2 separate regions of the Anas platyrhynchos genome follow, and region 2 is linked to region 1. The links are chromatin contacts, called in public Hi-C maps. All regions are on one chromosome and are shown on one strand. The core of a region is the stretch at or near the end of the contact, and the rest is flanking DNA. Distances in the headings are between cores, read along the strand shown.

Region 1 (4,247 bases), core at 994-3,493:
CCACCCCCTGGTTATAAATCCCGGGAGGGACGAGCTCTTGGAAGCAGGCTCACTCGGTCAGGAGCTGCAAAGCACGAGGGACCAGCGGGGGTATGGTTTTGGCTTCAGCTCCGAGGGCATAAAGATAGATTTCACTTGGCTACATTGCAGAACGCAATTAAGGACCGTGCTGCCTTCCCCTGCTAGCAGAGGAGAGAAGTTTCTTAATGGAGCCAAATGCTTTGACAAAGTAATTTGCACAGTGAAGATCTTTGGGCTTCTTGTTAGAGAACCAGAAAAGCAACAGCAAGTGTACAGAGAGGTATGGCAGCAAAAGTCATCCTTCTTTAAAAAAAAAAAAAAGCTTGGTATTATAGGAAATTGTAATAATGAGGAAACTGAAATAATTGAAAATAAAGAGAGAGGACTGCTAGGCCAAGGACTTGCAGTGGCAAAGCTCCAGCTTACGTTACATGCAAGCTGTATCCAAGTGATGCACACACAAAATCAATGAGGACTGGGCTTTGGGCAAGGTTTTCTATCAGGATTCCCCAAAAGCTATTGCTAGAGAGCATCATTGATGCCTTTATGCTGCAAGTACGTAATGCAGGCATGGATTGTCCTCACCAGAGCCCAGCACATGCAGAGGACAGAGCAACGCAGCCAGAAGTGCCCCCGTTGTACACGTGCCGAGCTGCCCGGTCCTGATCCACCCTGACCCTTCTGTCTCAGCAAACTGCGCCCTGGGGTGCGAGCCGCTCACATTCCAGCATCCCTGGAACCAAAGGGCAGAGGTTACTGGGCTGCCGGGTGCCCCTGACGCCGGCTGAACCCACGTTTTCTCCAGATGCCGTCTCACTTTTTCTTGCACGTCCACTTACTGTTATAGGGTGCTTCCCTGGAGGCACAGGGAACACCAGGACTGCAGGCGTAGGACGCAGGGATGGAGCACAGAAAGGCAGACGGGAACCTGGGGAGGTGATGATGGCCCCAGGAGGCTGGGATGCCCTTATCCTGGGAACACAGGGTGCAAAGAAACTCATGAGAGACACGAGGAGTCTTCGCATGAATCTTACTGGAACCAAGACTTCACCTTAGGGCTGAATAAATGCTCCTGTGGCTTTCTCTTCCCAAACTCCAGCCTTTCTTGAAGCAGATGGGCTGAGACACTCTCCTTACACGACGGAAAATGACAACGTGACCTGGCAGCCGCTGGGAGCTCCCCCAGCCTCGCCTCCCACGAACGCCCACGTGTCACTGCTACACGAACAGGCTGCCAACGTGGGAGACTCTGGGGCAGTATTCCAGCAAGACAGGAGAAACAAACACCAAAACAAGAGAGCAGCAGCGTTTTAACAGCTTGTGTGGAAGAACAAATATTGACTGGTTGACTGGGAAATGTCGGTGCATTCTCCCTGTTGCTGGAGGCGGATCTGGCACAGAGGAGGTGCCCTCACAAGCCAGCAGGCACAGCGGGCTGACTAAATGCTGCAAGGCCTTTTGTAATGCACATTTTTGGAAGGTGCTGCTGGAGGTCTGAGCTGCTCAAGGGCTCTGCTCATGACCAAAAGCATCCCAAAGACTGTCTGCAACTTCTAAAGGGTAAAACATTCATGCAATTCATCAGGGTTAAGAGGGCTGGGTTCCCTGCACACCTCGCTGCCCCAGCCAGCAAGGGTGGCTGCAGGATTTGAGCAGATGGCCAGAAGCTGCAAGTGCCCCAGCTGAGCTGAACCCAGCTCCTCCAGCAAGATGCTGGCCACTGGTCTGCCTTCTTCTGCAAGGAGTTCCTTGCTTCAGGAGGTTCAACCACTCCGTTTTTGCCTGCACCAGCTTCCCACAGCAGTAGTTACTGCCCGAGCACCACCACCATCTCAGCCAGCTGATGGAGAACTGCCCAAAGCTATTTGGGGTGTGAAGACCAAGCACAAACACACATCAGCGATTTTCATCAGCCCTCTGCTAGGTACAAAGCCCACAGAAACGCATCTGTGAGCCCACCAGCAAGCTACACTGAAATGCACAGCCTTTTACTGGTGTAACTGGAGTGCCCTATGGGGTGACTGTCAGAGAAACAGAGTAAAAAGGTGGCTTTTTGGGGTTGTAACACAGCTCCAGTGCCATCCCACTCTCACAGACATCAGAGCTGCTCTGACACTGAAAGCTCAGACACACACATGCTGCTATTCCCGTAAATCATACATGCAGCAGGCATGTCAGACCACAGCTGACATTTAAGAGGCAGCCCTATTAACGCTCAGCCCACTGGCACACACCTTGTCTTCTTTTCTTTGCCTGTGTTCAGAAGAAAATACCTCCCTGCCCAAGTACTATGAAATATAGGCTGTGGCCAAAATCCCAGGGAGTTTCCATGATGTCAAAAAAAAAAAAAAAAGAAAAGAAAAAAGAAGTAAATAAATGAAAAGCCCTCCAGCTAGCAGCTCTGCCTTGCTCTCCCCGTTCTCACACAATGTAGAAATCCGATTGCCCACATCCCTGCCTACAGCACCCCAAGAAATGGCCCCAAAAGTGGATGAGGACTGTACTTCTTCCTGCCCAGGGGCTCCCACCTCCAGGCCTGCTCTTGCTGGGAAAGACCAGGACAGCCTTGGATCCTGCAGCAGCCCTGTAAAAGGCTAAATGTTTGTTTTGGACCACCAGAAAGAATGAGTTCGTCAGCAAATTCTACAAGATAGAGGACAGGGAGCCTAACTGAAAGGAAGCAATTAATCATTCATTTTCCTTACCGACACGGATTGCCTGTCAATGTGCGTAAACTCTCCAGGGAAACTGTGATCCAGAAATAATCCCAATTAGGCAGGACAGTTTCCTGGGTTGCTGTAGGAATAGAGAGCCTCGCTTTGCCAGAAGGCCCTGGGTCTGCTTCGCATCTCTTGTGCAAGGAAGTAAAGGGATGATCGGCAGTCCCTGAGCAGGAAAGCTCTCGACACGGTGTGGCAGCATCAAGAATTTCCTCACTCCCTGCCCATTCACAGCACCTCCATCTCCCACACTCACACACATGCTCCAAACTTCTCCACCGATGGCAGATTTCAGTCCTGAAGCACTGACCCGAGGGAGACGAGCCCAAGAATGCAGAGGGAAGGAGCCAGCTCCAGCCACGAGCCCTCCTGCACCCCTAGCAACGTGACCTGAGCATCCCACCAGCAAACCCAGCCCTGCCGCACAGCCCTGAAACCCAGCTTGGATCCCACTTTGGGGTACGAGCTCCCCTCAGCACAGACAGAGCCTGGGAGGCTGGAACAGGGAGGAGGACGAGCTCAGGTAGGAAGGAGCAACAACAGCAGGGGCAGGCAGACTCCGGAGAAGCCAAGCTCTCCTTTTTCTTGCCAGCTTCCCTAGCAAAGAGCCGGTGAGAAAATAATGGGTATTTATAAGCAAACCTGTCTCTAAGGCAGCATTTTCCAAAGTCTAATAATAGGGTTTGAACTTGCTTATCGTGTGATTCAGACGGCGTTGCATAAAGCTGCTGGAAAGCTCCTGAATGTCCCCTGAGCATGTTCCTGGGAAGCAGGGGCAGGGTGGGCTGTGGAAAACAAGCTCCAAAGTCTCCTCCCAGGGAAAGCCAACCACACAGCCTGTCCTGAAGCAAGGTGAGAAGCTGAGGACACTGATGGCTGTCCCTGATGCTTCCACCTTTGGTTTCTTGCACGCAGCAGCACCGAGCAGAGCCCAGGTTGCAGTGCAACAAAACAAACGCACAACCTACAGGTCGATACCTCCTGTGGGATGTGAGCTAGGCTCGAATACCAAGCCGGTCCTTACTTCTGAACTTAGTCCAGGGAAAAAGGAAAGAGCTTTTACCAGCTGGGCCTCAGCAAAGAAGCACCAGGTTCACTAGAGACAAGGCAAGAAAGTAAGGGGCAAGAAGGGCAATTAGCATTTGAAGCTGATTGTCACTGTTGCAGGTGCCAAATTTTGTTCCTGTCCCTTCAATATCCCTCAGAGGGGACACAGCCTGCTCTGGAACCAAATATCCTCACCCTGCCTTACAGAAACGTCCTGTGTGCTGGCAGTGCCATGCAGCCTTCGCCCCTACTTCTTCGCCCAGACACAGCCCCACAGCTCTGGCAGCACAGTATTTCACATCATCTTCCTATGGAAAGAAGACAGAAAGCTTTGAACAAGAAAAAAGCCCCCAGCCAAGGAAAGTTTAAGCATCACCTCTGTGGAGATGCGTTGTCCTTTTGGATTTCCTTTCAAAAAAAAACAGTAAATTTGCTTTGAACCAGCTCAGCATCATGTTG
Region 2 (4,247 bases), core at 520-3,019, 65 kb before region 1:
AATGGATTACTTTAGTGTTGTGTCTTATCCCCATTTTACAGATCGGAAAGGTGGCCCAAGGTTACAGACTCTGCCAGAAGTGATGCCACCCAGTGACTGAACTGGAATTAGGAGAAAGTAAGAATGCATGCATCTAATCCACCACTTTAGTTATTGATGGCAGTGCTGGTTCTTAACCTGGCTTTGTTTCCGTATACCACAGGCCACTCTAACCTCTGTTAGGCACGTAACCTTGTGCACAAAGGAAAACCAGAAATTAAAAGCATCTGCCTGTAGAAATACAGATAGGTGGTATCATTTCTTTGGCATTGAGTGCTTGCTAGTGTTGGGTCTGCAAGAATGTGAGTTGCATTTACAACTTCAATCCTGATAAAAGGAAAATCTCCCATGAAACAGCCTTAGTAGGATATACAAAGAAACTGCTTCTCTGTTGAAATCTGTTCTATTAAACTCCCATTCACACTGCTGAAATCCACTCCTAAAATCACACCAAGGATAAACCAGCTAAGAGAATTTAAACTTAACTTTGAAGGGTAGTGTTGGGTTATGTGCCTAATCCACCCTGGAGATTTATCTCAAACCTTTATCGTTTTGTTTCCCCTCATACTATAAAATGTTACTGGGCAGTGAAGTGTGCGTTCCTTCACTTATCCATCTGCAGTGCTTTTGTTCTAATGCGATACCTGGGTGAGGAAAAGGTAATTTTCTGATCTTTGACATCTGGTATTAGCAGAGCACCGTAGCTGCAGTGTTATGTGGCAGAAGCAGCAGCCACTAGAGGGCAAATGTGCTTAACAGTTGCTGTCAGTCGGCTGTTGAAAATTGCCTGGACGTGCTCCTCTTATTTTGTCCAAGAAAAAAAATATTTTGTTCCGAGGAGCACTTGAATTACCTTCTTTGAAGCACAGCAAAAGCCATTAGTGGCTCTGGACAAAGAGTGGTTTTGTGACTGCCGTTCCTCCAGCAGCAGCATGAAGAAACGCTTTTGCAACCCGACTTTTTGGGCCAGAAATGACATTACGCTGTGTGGCATGAGAAAGTTTCTGCAAACAAAGTTTTCTGTTGCAAATGAAAAATATTTTATAATTGATATTGGGCCAACGTTGTCAAGTTTTACATGGATTAGAGCGGGCGGCAATAAAGTTAACTTTTGACTAGTAAGATTTTGTATAGATATGTGAGTGCGAACAGGAACCAGGCAATATTTTGTCCTTCTTTCGGTGGTACAGAGCAGCACGATGTAGAGATTTAGAATAAAAAAGCTACTTTTAGCATCGTGAGCTTCATGGTGCTAGCATGACTGAGTGGCTGGTGGCTGGGGTTTCTGGAACCGCCACGAGGCGTTGTCAGGTAGGTGAGCAGGAGAGAAGTTTCACAAGCAGCAGCCCGGGCTTGCATAATGCTTGGTGCACGCAGGATTACGGGGAGCTTGATTACGGGGAGCTTGATTACGGGGAGCTTGCTCACGTCCCCATCCATCACCACCAGGAAGGGTGGATGGCTGACTAACCCCCCTCAGTCCCCACCAGGGCTTCATGTGGGGGCTGAGCGGGGCGGCAACCCCACGGTGCTTTCACACAGCAGCGATACCACGGCGAGGCACGTTGCAGGAGGGCCCCCACATGAGGCCAAATTCCCCCATTCCCCCTTATCCCCTCCTGTTCCCCCCCCCGGCGCCATTTTGGCCCCGGTTGCCACGGCGACGCCGCGCCCGGGCTGACGCGGGCCGTGACGAGAGGGGCGGGAGCGGGGCCGGGGGTTGAGGGGGGCGGGCCCGGGCGGGGCGGGGCCGCGGGGCCGCAGCCGGAGCCGGGCCGGAGCCGCCGCCGCCGCCGCTCCCAGCATGGTGATGGCCGAGCCCCGGCGGCCGCCCCCTGCGCTGCTGCCGCTGCCCCGCGGGGCCGGGGCCGGGGCCGGGGCAGTCCGAGTGGGCTTCTACGACATCGAGGGCACGCTGGGCAAAGGCAACTTCGCCGTGGTCAAGCTGGCGAGGCACCGCATCACGCGCAGCGAGGTGAGCGGAGACCCCCCCCGGTGTCCCCCCGGTGCCCCTCTCGGTGTCCCCCCCGGTGGTCCCGGTCCCCTCACGGTGCCCCACGGGGACGGGTCGCAGCCGTATCCCCCGCGGCCTGCAGCCCCGCGGCCTGGGGAGGGGGCTCCGGGTGGTCCCGGGCTCGGTGCCCCCCGGGCTCGGTGCCCCCCGTGGGGCTCGGTCCCCTCCGGTGCCGTTGTGCGACCCCCGGAGCCCGGGGGGGGACAGGCGAGGCAGCGGCTGGGGTCGCCCCCCGGCCCCGGTGCTGTGCTGGGAAGGGCTGCCCGCAGTGCCCTGCACCGGGGGGAAGGGGTTGGGGAGCAAACAAAACCCCCAAATCCCGTTTTTTTGAGGTCAGTAATGGGAAAACACCCGCAAGGAGCCGGTTACCGGGCGCTGAGGTGGTAAGCTCACTCCTCGCAGCGATAAAAAAACGCCCCTGGTTTGGACTTCTAACAAAAACAAACACGTTGTTCTCGCCCTGCCGCGGCGGCCGAGCCTCGCATCCCAAATATTGAGTTTCTCGTTCCTCCGCTTGCCCAACGCCGCGGTAATCGCCCCTAAATCCTTCCTCGGGAGTTGAGCAAAGACCTGGCGGCGTTGGGGCGCTCCGTGCCGAGTTGGCTGCCACATGCCCAACTTCCAAGGGCTTGGCTTGCAGGCTGGGGGTGGCTGTTTACTCTGCGGCCCCCGGGCAGGCTGTGCGATGGGCATAGAAACTTCAATCCCGAGTCTGAGTTGTCGTTTTAGAACATCTGCTTGTTGGCGATTAACAGCTCCCCAGTCCAGCTTGGCTTCCCCACCTGCACCTTAACAGACCGCTGAATTCCCGTGCATCCTGATCAGTGCGAGCTTGAGTGTTGTCAACCAGCTTTCCCTTATTGAGGAGCCAAGGCTCTGGTCTGCAGCTTTTTCTGCACCATTTTCACAGCAGGTTTGCCCGTGTTAGGGGTCTGCATCCAGGTCTTCCATTCCTCAGTACAGCTTCGTTGACTTTCTGCAGCCGGAGGTGCAAGCGCGTTGCCTGGAGCTTAGCCGAGGTAGTTGCTGGAAGTATTCACACGGTCTTTGAGGAAGAGGAACCCTATCAAGAGCACTTCTGGTGATGTCAGGGGAAACTTATTCCAGCCAAGAACTACTTCAAATAAGTGCTTCAAGGTTGGGCCAACCTCACTTAATTTAGTGTTAGCTGACTGCACACGTAGGAAAGTACAAATCCTGCTAATGCTGTTTTTGGTGGAAGACTGTTCCTATTCCAGGCTTGTTCTAAGCTGTAGTTTATGTTTCTTGAGTTGCTAACTTTTCAGTTCATCTGTGTGCAGAGTAGAACAGCCTCTATTAAAGTTCCAGTAGAATAATATGCAGCTGCTTAGGTTCTGGCATGAACTCACCCTCAGGTCCGTACTGCAGGAAGATCTGCAGTGTGCTGCTCTGAGACCTGCTCAGAAAGTCCTTAAAAGAAGCTCTTCCACTGTCTGAGGTCCTCCTGAATGTTCCTGTTTGAAGTGCCCGAATCCCAAGCCTGTTTGTTGTTTGGCCCTTTTACTGTGGGTACTTGGAAACCGTGTTTTAGGTGGTTTTGACATATGAAAATATATTTGCTTGTTTTTTTACATAACTGTGACTAGCTAGTAACTGTCAGATTAAAAGAAAAGATGGCATTTACTATCTTGAAAGGTCATAATTTAGGCAGTGTGTAAAGAATCCATCCTCTTTATGGGAAGTCTAAGCAAAACATAGGTCAAAATAAAAAGAAACCAGGCCTGAAGCAGAAGATACCCCATCTCCTACCCTGTCTTGTGTGCATACAATCTCAGAAACTGCAGGTTGAATCCTACATTCATGCAACAATGAAACTGCATGATTAAATAGTCAAACAGAAGGGTGAAAGTTGACAAAAGTGGGGGGATTGAATACATTTATAGTGACCCTCCTTAATGACAGACCATGCCGGCTGCTTCGGAGGGGACTGCGTGGCTGAATGTGACCTTTGCTTTGCTGCCTGTTTGTGTTTGTTGCCATTTAAGTTAATGACACGTGTTTTCCTGCCATGCTTATTTATCACGTTGCCAAGAAATCCTGTGATCTCAGAGTAACTTTTGTTAACGAAACATGCACAAATAAGCAACTTTTTTTTTTTTTTTTTCCTTGGAAGGAGGAGAGACTAAGAAAAGACAACATAAATGATCGGAAACATAAAGTTGAGGAAGGTGTG

Evidence for each region. Hi-C and Micro-C count contacts between places; a contact is called where the count stands out from the background.
Region 2: a contact with region 1 is called in a Hi-C map of liver, with 7 times the contacts expected there. The contact joins the promoter of SIK2 here to the enhancer-like site in region 1. A contact is called at or near these places in 6 of 8 Hi-C or Micro-C datasets (F5 follicle, liver, skeletal muscle and 2 more).

What each region holds. Positions count from the first base shown.
Region 1 is chr25:6,004,582-6,008,828 of IASCAAS_PekinDuck_T2T, reverse strand. The region is part of intron 33 of LOC119713715; the gene reads right to left. Among named protein-coding and RNA genes, the nearest start is that of SIK2, 65 kb to the left of the region's middle. Within about 2 kb of position 2,243, at least 1 of the 8 cell types and tissues checked has an H3K27ac peak or open chromatin away from gene starts, as enhancers often do.
Region 2 is chr25:6,069,038-6,073,284 of IASCAAS_PekinDuck_T2T, reverse strand. SIK2 (salt inducible kinase 2) reads left to right here and starts at 1,769. Exons shown (of 14, transcript XM_027444227.3): 1 at 1,769-2,014. The coding sequence starts at 1,844. The region is part of intron 39 of LOC119713715; the gene reads right to left.